2 separate regions of the Gossypium hirsutum genome follow, and region 2 is linked to region 1. The links are chromatin contacts, called in public Hi-C maps. All regions are on one chromosome and are shown on one strand. Each heading gives the region's core, a stretch centred on a gene start, on an enhancer-like site or on the middle of the called end of the contact. The rest is flanking DNA. Distances are from core to core; before and after follow the strand shown.

Evidence for each region. A called contact is a pair of places that touch in the nucleus more often than the background predicts.
Region 2: a contact with region 1 is called in a Hi-C map of leaf, with 3 times the contacts expected there. The contact joins two enhancer-like sites. A contact is called at or near these places in 2 of 34 Hi-C or Micro-C datasets (both in leaf).

Annotation. Positions count from the first base shown.
Region 1 is chrA01:9,711,894-9,719,150 of Gossypium_hirsutum_v2.1, forward strand. It overlaps the pseudogene LOC107918225. Among protein-coding and RNA genes, the nearest start is that of LOC121208054, 21 kb to the right of the region's middle. Within about 2 kb of position 4,123, at least 8 of the 9 cell types and tissues checked have an H3K27ac peak or open chromatin away from gene starts, as enhancers often do. A contact at or near this core is called in leaf, where this site is marked.
Region 2 is chrA01:9,917,175-9,924,431 of Gossypium_hirsutum_v2.1, forward strand. No RefSeq gene overlaps it. Among protein-coding and RNA genes, the nearest start is that of LOC107916991, 12 kb to the right of the region's middle. Within about 2 kb of position 3,272, at least 7 of the 9 cell types and tissues checked have an H3K27ac peak or open chromatin away from gene starts, as enhancers often do. A contact at or near this core is called in leaf, where this site is marked.

The DNA.
Region 1 (7,257 bases), core at 2,873-5,372:
TTATTATGTAAAGGGTTGAAAAACCAGCATTACCAAATTTAATGGTTTACATTCTTAGCTTTCGCTTTTCATTTTTTAATAGTAAAGTATAAATAACAAATGTAATTAATACGATTTGAATTTAAATCACATCTAGGATAATTAATATTTAAAATTTTATTACACCGTCAATTTTATTTATATAAAGATAATTTGAACTCAAACTATTTTTAAAGAAGATAAACACTTCGCTAATGAATTACAACTTAGATAATAGATAATTCCTTCTATTTTCAACTCTTTATAAGAATTAAGAGTAAATAATTGATGCGCTCCAATTACTATATTTAGTGAGACCTGTTAATTATAATTGTTACTCAAATATTTCACATAAATATAATTATAAATAATTATATTCAAATCTAATTATTAAGCAATTTTTCATATACACTTAAAAAAACAATAATTGCGGGATGCTTACCAATGATTAGTAAATGAATTTAGTATCAAAATTAAACCATTTCCTTAATAACATTTGTTAGCTTTTCAAAAAGAAAAATAAAGTTAATTGGTACACAATTAATTCGAGATATCACTTTAATTAAATATTTAATAATATTAATAGAGATATAAAAAAAAATTCATGTCAAACTTACAAAAATATCTTATTGAAGACGTCATCCTTGATTGAATCCCAAAGTCAAATATAATTACACACTTACTAACTCTGTGAATGCGTAATAAAATATGGGCGTTACAGCTCAGTCATCATGATTCATATTTCCTTTATAAAATATATATAAAAAAAAAAGAACAGCTAAGATTTCCACTTTGATGAACATCTCCGTATAATAATAGCCAATTAAACTTTGAAAAGCTGTTGGCTACACCAAGAAGACAAGAGGTTATGGATACAAACACTTTTATTTGTTCAACCCAATTTTTATTATTTAATTATTATAACAACATCGAATCCCTATTTAATTTCTTATTCTAGTAACATCTAATGGAAAACATAATCTAGGATAATTTTTAATATATGGTCATAAGTCTACACATTGTTTAATCCCACCATTTCTAACTTGTCCACATTCTAATCATCCTTACCAACTCTCTAAGCCTATAATCTCATCATTTAAGCTAAAATCACTTTCCCTTTTAGGGAAAATAATTTTAGTTTAAATTTATATACACACATTTTTATCCGACAATTTTATTAAAATGAAATCAAATTAAATAATTGATCCGAAAATTGCAGAAAAACCAGATTAAAAATCTGAAAACAAAAAAGTAAAAGGCTTAAGAGAGTTGTGCCTTAAAAGACTATCTCTCTTTTCATTGACTTTGTTACAAACTCTCATGGGGTTTGAAAATTGTACTTGGAGTTTCCACCATGAATTTTATGTTATATAAAAGAAAGGTCCATGGTGTGTTACAATACAACGATGAGGTGTAAAAATAAAGAAATTGACAAGTAGTGGGGATGGGTCATTGTCACCTAATTAGTCATCCCACCTGGTGGGGGTTGACATGGATCTTGACCCTCTTTGATGAAACATTCCTTTAGCCCCTTTCATTTCTTCTTCCTCTTCTTTTAACTTTTAAATAGTGAAATTGAATTTTGTTTTAGTCAATTACATTGGTCCCCACCTTTCACAAAACCCCCTTCCTATATAATCCTACAATATTTGAAATACTTGGGTTGAATGCTGTTTCATTGCTTGTCTTCTTATCCTTTTTGTTTTTCACTCCCCCCCTTTATTTGGTCGGTTTCTATTATAATTTCTCTTTTTCTCTTTGCTTTCTTTGAGGTTATAAATATTTTGGAGAATACTTAGCTTTCACCTAAAATCCTTTTTTTCTTTTTAAAAAAACACACACACACCATAACAACATTCCATTGCTTACATTTCTTTTTCCATATATAATTCATTATTGCCAATATTATTGTTTCATCACAAATTAATCATTAAACTTTAGATAGATATACACCTATTCAAAATTCGGCCATAATTCACAAGAACATTCTGTAGTCTTAGTAAGAGGGGGAAGGGTTAAGGATTTACCCGGTGTGAGATATCACATTGTTCGAGGAACCCTAGATGCTGTCGGAGTAAAGGATCGTCAACAAGGGCGTTCTAGTGCGTTGTAGATTCTTATCCAAGACTTGTATCATTTGATGATGCCATGTGAATCGCTAGAAACATGTGAAGTGTATGGCTAACCTAATAACGAAAGTTTCGTAAGGAAAGTTATCTTTCCTTTCAAAATTATACATTTAAACTTGAAAGTCCATCCGAATAATGGAAAAAAAAAATTAAGCATACTTATGATATAATATGAACTTAGACTTAAATATTCATAGCTCGTGCTTGATTTGATCAATTTTTAAGATTATTAAAATTTTATATATTTTATATTCCATATTATATAAAAATTAAATATATAGTATTGTAATGTAAATATTAAAAAATATTATTTTTTTAATGTTTAGAAAATTAATAAAAGAAATATATATAATGTTATTAAAACATATATAATTAAACGTCATTATATATTTTTTTTTAAATATTGATGCATCTAAACTGATTTTAGTTAGTTTTTTCTATAAATATTAATAAATTTAAATAAAATTTAAAACTAATATTTCGAGTCAGTCATATTAATAAAATGCATGAGTCAGACTTTAGCCCCACCTGAAACCGCTTCTTATTTTTAACATGTAATTGGAATGAGCATTTGATTGAATAATTAGGACTTGTCTCTTCTAAACCACTATTGATAACCCTTTTTCCCATTGGAAGACAAAATATGATATATCTTATCAAAACTCCTATGAAGTACCATAATTTGGCTGTCAGCTGCTGCAAAAAATTGTTAAGAAGAATATACAGTCCTAGAAGGTTTGAGTGTGTGGGGGTTAGGGCACATGGTTCAATTTCTAGGCCAAAGACTTGACAGCATGACCTCATTTTTGCATCAATAATAGCAATAGTTATAAAGTTTTATTCTTTATTCTTTATTCTTTATATACATAAAAGAAAAGGGTTAGTATATAATTAGTCTGAAAATAAAATTTTGATTAAAGTTGTTTATGATTTTGAAGAGTAGGACCCTGGGGGGTGCCTGGAAAAGTAAGGTCCAATTTATTTAATTTTTTTAAAATATATTTTTGAAGGGGTTGATGATGGAAATATGAAGAGGAAGGATTGGTCGGACCTACTTCCTACATCCCTTTATTCTCTTATAGTCATTATTGCTGTTTAGGGCCCATCACCAGTTTTTCTGTTCAGATCCATATTTTATTACAATAGTACAACCTATATATATTTTAAAAAAAAGAAAAAAAAAGAGTGTCGTAACAACATCACCCCAATTTTGAAATTTCAAAATACCCTTTATATCTTATTATGATTTGTAACAAGTATTTTTATTAAAAAAAAAGTATATTTAGTAAAGGAAAAACCTTAAAGAGGGGAGTATCTTTGGTTTTTCTCCACTTCACTAGCACATTAATATATATTACTCAATTTTAATTTATATAAAAAAATTTAACCAATATTAAATAATAGGCTGCAAGTTTTATATAATATCCAAAAATAAAATATTTATATTTCTTCTGGTAACACATATAACAAGTTTTATATAATTTTTGGTATAATTTTTAGATTTTACAGGGTTAAGAGGGTAAAAAGTGTCATATAGAAGTATTACAAAATATTAAAAAAAAAGAGACATGGTAATTTTTAAAATTACTTGTAGAATAAAAAAAATATACTCCAAGTGTATCAAATATTAACCCTTACAATAACTAGACATAAAATAAACAATAGTTAATACAATTTTAGATTTGAAATTAGAAAAATGAATAAAACCTCTTCAAAATAGGAAAAATATTTTCTTTCTCTTTGTTAAAAATAAGTTATGCGATTAACTAAATATTACCAAATATATTAATTTATCACCTTTACATTCAAATATAAAAAAATAAAGAAATGGCTCTTGTAGCAATGGTTACAAATATAAGCCCATTTATGAATGTTATAAAGCATCTTTCATTGGGGCAGTGGCTTATAATGGTTAAATAAAAACCCCATTTGTCAAAGCCATGGGCATGGTTCACCACCCTTAGGTCCATTTTAGGCCCCAAGAATGGTTGTATTTATGAATTTTGTAGGCACTTGGGTCCATATTTTTAAGATCATGGGCCTGTAGTGGTTAAATAATAGCCCCATTTTTCCTATACAATGGGCTTTGATTAATGGCATACAAATTATATGGCCATTTTGCAACACCCAATTTGCCCTTTCGGAGAAAAAAACTGAAAAAGGCGGCCGAAAAAGAAAAATAGCTTTTCCGTTCAGCCATGGATCTTCTTTTCAAAGCCTACTCCAACACTTCAGACGATGAACCCGAACCCGAACCCGACCCTGAACCCAAACCTGTAAACCATCACCACCTCCCTTTCCGCCCTTCCAAACGGCCCAAACCCGAATACCTATTTCCCACATTGGATCTTCAAAAGAGAGAAGAAGCTCCGCTTCCCGGCAGGTACATATCGAAAAGGGAACGAGCACTTGCTGGTGCGGTTTCCCAGGCTCATGAACCGAACCCGATTCACCGGGATCATCATGTCATCAATCAATCAGGTACTTGTTGCTTTTGCCTTTTTCTTTTATTTCCCCAATTTTAGCGGCTTTTTTTTTTTGGTTTAAAGTTGCAGTTTTTGATTATTATTTTTTTGAAAACCAAGTGAAAAGAGGAAATGGGTAGTCTTGTCATTGATGAGATAATCAATGTTTAAAATTAGAAACTTAATTTAATTTGTGTTTTCAATTGAGTAGAGAAATTTTGGATTGAATTGGTGACTCGGTAGGAAGAAAATGTTCATGTAAATTTTTTTTTGTTGTTGTTGTTGATACTACCTTTTGGCAAGGAGGCGGCTGGAGCCGAGACTCAATTGCCTTGCACTCTATTTGAGTATTTAATATTCCTTGTATAGTTCAATGATCTTATCTCATTCAAAGATTAGTGCCATTTTTTTTACTGTTGCCTATTTCACTGAGCCCATTTTCTTTCCTCTACATTGTGTATTGAAGTCTTTTGTTCAGATTCTGCTAAGTTGTGGATTTAGTCATTTTTATAGTATTTTTTTCTGGCATAATCGGTAACAATTAAATTCGTTAGGTCAAATTCTACATGCGTTAGTTGTGATTTAGTTTTTGTGATTTAGTTTTTGTGCTTTGAGTCAATCATTTCTAGAAACCATTTTTTTGGGATTTTGAAATTTTAAGTCATGACTCAGGCTACTTGTAGTCGTTAAATTCATTGACTAAAATGAGGTGGCATTTTTGTGACTATTATATGGAAATAGTAAGTTGACATTGAATTTCCGTGTGATAATTGTTTATTGCATAAAATTTCGGAAACAACAAAATTTAACATAGTGACTAAAGTTGAAATTTCAAAATTTGAAAAGTACAAGGGCTACAGTTTCAAAATTCGAAAAGTACAAGGACTAAAAATGATCAAATTAGAGTATAGTGACTAAATTTGCAGTTTAGTACACGGGACTAATGGCAAAATTTGACTAACTCTTTTTTTTGGCATTAATATGATAATATCTTACTCATGTACTCTACAGCTTGTTTTAGAATTGCTTGTGTTTCCTTTGTGTACACAATTATTGGGTTGGAACTTCAAACAGGGTCAGGGAAGCAAAAAGCAAATGGATATGAGCCCTCAAATGATAGAAAGAAAATTTTAACATGGTTTGTTCTGATGATGTGCTCCTGTCTGATGGTTATACCAGTCAAATCTGTATCCTTCAGTGTTTTTTGCGTCTAATCAAAGGGCCAGATCGAATAAATGTATAAGCCCGATTGTTGACAGAATCTGTCCAAATATTTGACAAGCTTATTGTTAAAAATTGGATGTTTCCTCTATTTGTAGAACGAAGTCTCACCCGTTCATAAAAGTATTCACCATAACAAATGTATTCGTGAATCTTGTTTGTTCCTTATTATTTATGATACTTTTATTGAGTAGTGTTAATAACAATAAGGTTTATGCTACGTCGTTGTACTCATAAGCTGTTCACTTGTGTCAAGATTAACTTTTACTATAATCATAAGAACTTGTGTCATTTTTCCTGCTGATACAGTAAATCTCTTGTTCTCAGTTCTTGGAAGCATTTCAGAACTGGATCTACCACATGATGTTCTTTCATTGATGCGGCATAAACCAAAGGGCCGTACACAGCTAAGTCAAATTCCTGGAAAGCTTTCTGTAGCTCTGCATGGGCATGCAAAAGCTGTTAATGCTGTTCATTGGTCACCGACTCATGGTGTGCTATTGTTTTTCTAAAACCATCGACTTTTTACCTTTGTTGTTTTAGTGCATTATATTTATTGGTCCGGTCTTCTGAGTGCCATTTTAACTGTTTATGATCTAGTTTACAGTTCATCTACTTGCTTCTGCGGGGATGGATCAAACAATCTGCATATGGAATGTATGGAGCAGAGGTCAGAAAAAAGCTCGTGTGTTTAGCTTTCATAATGCAGCTGTGAAAGATGTTAAATGGTCACAGCAGGGACCATTTGTACTTTCTTGTGGATATGACTGTTCATCAAGGTTGATTGATGTTGAAAAGGGTCTTGAATCTCTGATTTTTAGAGATGATCAAGTTGTTGGAGTTATAAAATTCCATCCAGATGACTCAAACCTATTCCTTTCTGGGGGGTCGAAGGGCAGACTCAGATTGTGGGATGTTAGAACTGGCAAGGTGGTCCATGAATACATTCGAGGTCTGGGTCCAATTCTTGATGTTGAATTCTCCACTGATGGGAAGCAATTTGTATCTTCCAGTGATGTTTCCGGGAGTAACATCAGTGAAAATTCCATTATTGTCTGGGACATCTCTAGACAGGTTCCACTGTCTAATGAGGTTAGAGACATATTTCTACATCATTTAGTCTCCATCGCTGAGATTTTTATGGTAGAGCTATTTCCACCTCATATTGCCTCCTCTTTTTCTTTTGTTCTGTCATAAAGTTAGTTTATGGCTATCTTCCAACCTAAATATATTACCTTTTGCTATACTTCTTCCTGAGCATGGCCTCCTATCACGGTGATAAAGAAAATTACAAATTAAAATGACTAGATAGTTGAATAGATTACTTGCAAGGAATTGAAACACAAAATTTCCGTATTAAACCTTTGTTTCTTCTCACAATTGATTTTTATTTTTTGTGTCGAATTAAAACTGTATGTAGCAAG
Region 2 (7,257 bases), core at 2,022-4,521, 200 kb after region 1:
TTTATAGATCTATTTGTTATCTTTATAAGTTGTGATAGACAAATGACAGTATTTTTCGTTGTTAAAAATACTCTACCAGTCACCAGCTGTTTCTCTTGAAAAGTGGGTGGCTTCTTCATCGGCTTCTTAATCTGTTTTTATTTTGAGAGCATTTCAAAATAATAAATGATTTCATGAGTTAGTTTAGACATGTGTTGTATTAAGTTATATATTTTTTTTTTTATTTTTCATTATTTAATAAATTTCCGCTTTTGGATGTTTTTATTTACTCTTATATCATGTTTTTTAGTTTTGCTTTTGTAAGTGATTTTAGGAATAGTTTTGTCGTCGTTCTCCCTAGTTTGGTAAATGCTTGGCTCTTTTGCTGATTTTTGCTTGTCACTTGGACCATCCAGAGATGATCTTCTTATTGTATTAAGTGCTTGCAATCATTTTAGATATATCGTGCTTGAGTTATGATAAAACCAATTGCCAACATGTCATAATATTCTATTGATGTTGAGAATAAAACTTTTATTGTGTTGATGGAGCTTATCTTTCATCGCTTACAATAGATGTTTATTATTATTTTTCTCAAATTATATGATCCCAAAATAATTTCATGATTTTTTCGTTAAAAAAATTAGTTCACAAAAGTTGAGTAAACAACAGTAGAATTGTTTTCTTCAGTAGACTGAATAATTACTCTATTCCTACAATATCTTTATATTATCATTTAAACTTTTATATGAGAAAATTTGGAGTATGTGTTTGTTTATGCTCTTTTTACGATGGATTCAGTTTGAAGGTATTCTTCGAAGAATGTATGTTGGGTTTGGAGAGTCTACATTAATCTTAAATAAATTTAAGTTAAAGGAGAATTGAAATTTGCATTTTAAGATGTTCTCCAATGCTAAAAATTGCAAAGAATGTTATAAGAGAAATCAAGAAACAAGAGCTTAAGCATGTAAAAGAGATGAAAACGTAAAGTGATAAGTTAGTTCCAGAGATATCCATACTTAATCTTTGAATTTTTTAAGGGTTGCTTGATGCACCTTCATTGGTGGGCCAATTGGTAACGTTGACATCCTAGTCTGCCTAATTATCAATTTGTAAGCTCTGGGATTTTGGTTTCTCATGCTCCTTTCTGACAAGTCTATCAATCGTTAGTAGTTGCTTCTTGTTCCAAGTGCTTGCTCCCTTGTTAACAACTAATCATGCTTAGTGTTGAGCTCTTGTGAACTTGAGATTTCTTTATGCCTTGTATCTTTTATTGATGACTGAGTATTTAATGCATTTGCATTAGATTCTTTTAACTTTACAATAAGAGTTAAAAAATTATCAGGATTCTATTTTTCATATATTTATTTTTAAAAATTTTATCATTTGTTGGATACTTATCATGATCTTAACCCTATTTTTGGGGATTTAAAAACTCAATCGATGTACCAATTATTTTCCCTTTATTTATTCATTTACATATATCTTTAAAATATTCAATAATAATGTAAATAGATATTATTTCATTAAATGATGTATAAAAACTCTTTCACTATATTATTTAATTATATGTAGTATAAGACTTTATTTAAAATTTCTTCTTAAATAACTTTTTTTAAAATAAGTAGCTTTTTGAGTCCTAACCAATGTTAAACAGTTTAACTTTTTAAATCAATTTAGCTTTTCAAACTAATTTTTCAAGTCAAATAAAAAAATTAAAAATTCTAAATTTTGACTTTCAAAAGCCAATTGGGTGCCAAATTATAATTATATCTCTAATTTATATAAATTATAAATTGTAAATATAATTCATATATTCAAAATAAATTTTACAAATAGTTTGTACCAATTTAAGAATTTAAAATGTGTATTTCATAAATATTAATGGACTATCATAAATCATTCTTATATTTTATTGTCATCTAGTTAAATATTTGTTTATATTAAAATAATACTAAAATGTCATGTTGGTAATAATAATAACAATAATATTATTGTTATTAATAAAGCAGGAGAAAGAAAGTTACTTTGCATTTGACACAGTTATTCAATAACTTATAATTGTTTTTTATTAATTTATAAGATTATTTTTATATTAATTTTAATATTTAAAATACAATTTATATATTTTACTTAAATTTATAAATAATTTATATTAATTACTTAAAATTATTTAAAATTTATATTTCATATACATAATATTAATAAATTTAAATATCATTTAAATTAACTTATTCTTTTACTACAACACCTTATTGAAAATGAACTATATAAATTTTTACTACACTTTTTTAACACAATACTAAAGATTTGAAATCTTAAATCTCTTTTTTTTCAAAAAATAATCTTAACCTCTTTTTTCAAAACTATGTTTCTATTCTACTTTCCAAAAGTTATGCTAAATCGTCAAAATATAAAATAATTATAGAAATTCAATTTATTCAAATTTACGTGTATATATATATATATATATATGCACGTTAAAGTCGAGAATCTATAATCTAAGGTATTGTACATCAACTTTCTAAACCTAAAGTGCAAAGCAGAGGCTTTAAACGATTTGTTAAGATTATATCTCTTTCCACCCCAAAAACTGATTGTAAGTTTGATATATACTTAACATGCTTCGAATTAACTAAAATATAATCCTGAATTCTTTTCCTCAAAATGCGAGTTTAGGGCAGTGACACAATAATTGGGGATAGCTCCCTTAATTTGCTGGCCAATGCTCCACATACAACAGTACTAATTATTCTATATTCTTCGACAATATGTTAGTGTAGAGAATTGACTTATTACACAGTACCCCCAATTTTGAGGCACTTGAGATACAAGACTACATGAACAGTAAGTTGATAAAGACCCTTCTCTACCAGACAACCGCCCATTATCACCACCCATTTGTTAATCGAAAAAAGCAACTGAAATTATCCCATTCAAGGTTAAACACCTCACTGTTCTTTTGGGTAAATTATCACTATCCATGAAAGTCAAACAAACAAAAAAAATCTCCCTAAACGATCAAGTTATGGGGCAAAAAAGTTTATTTAGGGATTAAAATATCATTAATGTTTATTTTATGATTCATGGAAATTTATTTTTTGGAATTTGAGGATATCTTTTTTAATAATGTTATCTTGTGGATTTGAATATGAGTTTTTTTTTAATAGTGTAATGCTTTTTCAACAATTAGACTTGTTTAATTGTCGAAACTCATCAAGGTGACTATAAGTTAGCACTAAAAGCGTAAGAAAACAACCAATGGAGACACGAGACAAAACATCCACTATTGAATTTTGCTTTCAAGGACGGTAAAGTACTTCAACAACATACCCCACCAATTTATAAAGGTAGTGTTGTTCTAGAGTCTGAATGGTTTAATCAATTATGTTCTTAAGAGCCTTTTGATCAGTAATATAAAAATATGAATATTTATGAAATTAATGTAAAAATATATTGAAGAATGGTCAAGTAATTTGGCCAATAAAAATATATGGGAAATAAAAAATGGATTTATTAGGGATCATTCACCTCATGACATTGTGTGATAACTGTAGTGGGCCAAATTTGCCCGACCCAAATAGATACCAAATAAATAAACCAAAAAACAACAATAAGTGTAAAACCCAAATAAAAATTTAATGCCCCATTACAGTCCAAATTATTACAATATTCCACAGTCCAAATTACATGACCCAAATTTAAAACCTAAACCAAATATAATGGCCCATTAACCATGACCCAAAAATAGGCCCAATAAGCCCAATGTCTAAATCGAGAAACCCTAGCAGCTTTCCACTTGTGCCATAGCAGCCCCCGCAACCTCCAGGCACCGTACAACGCCTCCAGCAACCACGTCAATAGCCCTCGTACGCCAGCACAGTCTCCGTACGATGCCAACGCATCCCGTACCTGCAAGAAGGACAAACACAGCAGCAAATACAAACAAAAATGGCAGAACAGCAAATAGAAGGGAACGAAAATTGTATTTGGAATTTATTTTTCCTTTTTCTTTTTTCTCTTCGGCTATAAAAGCGAAGCTGCGAATCAGTTGTAAAAGAGGAGGATACACATATTGAATGCAAAGAGCAGAGGTGATTTCATACTTTTCTTTCCGATTTTTTTATTTTCTTCTTAGTTTACTCATTGTTAATGCATACAACTAAAAACCGATGAAAGCCATAAATATTTCTGCTATGCGGATATAATGGCGAGAGGTCAAGTAGCAGTATTTACTTTACAAATCTGTTTCCATTTTTTTTTAAAAAAATAATAACGTGAGATTCGAGCATTTCATTCAAACAAAGAAGGAGAGGAGAAAGATACTTACTAAACCCTTTTAAAACTTGTTCAAGTGTCTTCAACGGGGAAAACGGGTGCTTTTTGCATGCAGATGGTCACCAAAATAATGGTGATTCGGCTGCTAAATAGAAACCCAAGAAACTTAGTTCCCAGGCTGTTTTTTTCCGTATATTACCAGTTTTAGTCCCTAGATGTTTTTGCACGTTGGATGTTCGTCCTTTTATCATTACTATTTTATTTTTTAATTACCCCATGTATTTTACTTTAATTTTAATCGAGTCCTTTCATCTTATACCTCTTTTTATTTTATTTTATTTGTGCATTTTAATTAATCTTGATAATTGCTTCTTCATTCTTGTAGATTCGTTTTTGTTTTAATATTATGACCGTATTTCGCACTCTTTAAATATTTATTTCTTTTATGTTATTATACATATACATATTGTTATAAAAAAGTTAATGTATTTGCATGTATATAATAATTCTTGGCTCTGTTCATGTATTTTGGAATATATATTTTTATTATTCTAACACGTTTTGTACATATATTTTACGTAATGTTTAAATTATTTTTATGCTTATTTATATTAGTATACATATTATATATATATATATATATATATATATTTCTAAACCTATACATTTTACATTTACATTTTCTTTACACAAAAGCGTGTTTTTTTTAATCTATTGTTTAATTTATTATAAAATTAATTTAGCCCTATGAATATTATCTTTTCTATGTAATTTTACATGTAATTATTTTCAAAAGTTATATATACATATTGATATTATTACTTTAATAGGTTTTCCTACTTACAACATTTTTGCGATATGAGTTATCAAGTATTTTCTTTATGTATGTATATGGAAAAATTTTAGAAACCTCATTTTTTTTTTGCAATCACAAAATTATTATTTTTGGATGTTCCTTTGTATTAAATTACTTTGTGTTTTATATAGTCCCTTATTTAAACGTTTTGATATAAACGCATGTATATACTTTTTAGACTAAGTTAAAGTTTTTTATTAATCTAATAATTATTTTTAAAGCTATCTATATGTACATATGTTTTATGAACATACTTTGTGTATTATATTTTCGCCATATGTCTTCATTATTCCTTTTTATATTAGACATATTATTTAAAATCGTCATGTAGTTTGTCAACTTTAAAATATGTTTGTGTTTAAATTTTTTTACTTGCAACTTGATTCAAATTTCCATTCTTTAATATCCATTTCAAAATATATACACATATCCCTATTTTTTTAAGCTTGTCAACCTATATATATATCTAGCTTATTAATCTTATACCATTTTGATTTCTACATTTCATTTGCTTCACGCATATCTTGTTGTTTTCTTTATATCTTATGGCATGAATATATATAATCATTGCATGGTATTCGTCTTAATAATTTGTTAATTGTTCTTCGTAAGCGATTGAGATTTGATTATGATCTTTAGATTAATTATATTTAATTGCATATTCTGCTAGTCGATTAATATTATTATCCATCAAGCATCGTACCATCATACGTGCCTTTTACCCTATATCATCGTTTCACTTAATTTTTGAAATGTGGTTCTATAAAACCCAAATTTTATGATTAATTTCGTCTTATTTCAAATCGAGTTAATACGTCTTAAGCTAGCTTTATAATCATTCAAAAATTCTTCGAAACGAAGATGAGATTTGATGTTTGGCAATTCGCGGAATCGTGCCCTAACGTGTTGGGTTGCAATATCGTGTTTGCTCGAAATAATCGAATATCACTTCAAAATTTCACTCATGTCTTTTAAAATTCTTCAAAACAAAGACGAGATTCGATATTTAGCAATTCGCGGAATCTTGCCCTAACGTGTTGGGTTGCAATTTCGCGTTTGCTCAAAGTAATCGAGTATCCCTTCAAAATTTCCTTTCATATCTTCTAAAAATAATTTAAAACGAAGGCAATATTTGGCGTTTGACAATTCGAGAATCATGCCCTATTGTGCTGGGTTGTGATTTCTTGTTTGCTCAAAACGATCGAACATTCTTTTACATTCTCATTCATGTTTATAAAAAAAACTTAAAAACGAAGACGATGTTCAATATTTCGCGATTTGAGAATCGTGCCCTATCGTGCTGGGTTACGCTTTTTCATTGGTTCGAAACAATTGAACATCCCTTTGGAATTTCACTCACATTTCCTAAAATCTTTCAAAATGAAAGTGATGTTCGATGTTTGGCGATTTGAGAATCGAGCCCTATCGTGTTGGGTTGCGCTTTCTTATTTGTCCAAAATAATCAAATATCTCCTCGAAATTTCACACGTATTTTATAAGGTAAGGCAATGGTCAATGTTTGGAAATTTGAGGAATCGTGCCCTACTGTGCTGGGTTTCGATTTTTCGTTGGACTAAATAGTTTAGCATCCTTTTGTGATTTTTGAATCATAAATTTTCGGACGTCGAAATAAGAAGATTTTTGGTAATCAACTCGGGTTACTAAAAAAAGAACCACATTTCAAAAACATATTTAAATTTTAGACACAAGGACAGTATTTAATCGATTCGGTACCAATTTTGGGCGTAGTGAGGGTGTTAATCCTTCCTCATACGTAATCGACTCCCGAACCCATTTTCACAAAAGTTCGTTGACCAAAATCGTTGTTTTAGAAAACTAAAATGTTTTATTAAAATAACCAAATTCTTAGGTGATCTGATCGCACCAAAACAAAAGGATCGGTGGCGACTCCATATTTCTATTTTCCAAAAAGTCGATTCCCCTTTTTTTATTAAATTTAAAATTTTTAAAATCGAAGGATGGTTTCGACAGCTTGGTGACTCCGCTGGGGATGAACTTGAGAGTCGAGCCATAAGAATCGATTATTTACTGTCCTTTTGTCAAAAACCGAAAATGCCTTTTAAAAAAATCATGTATCTTTCGATTGCATTTGATTGTATGATTGTTTTGGTGCGGGTTTTGTA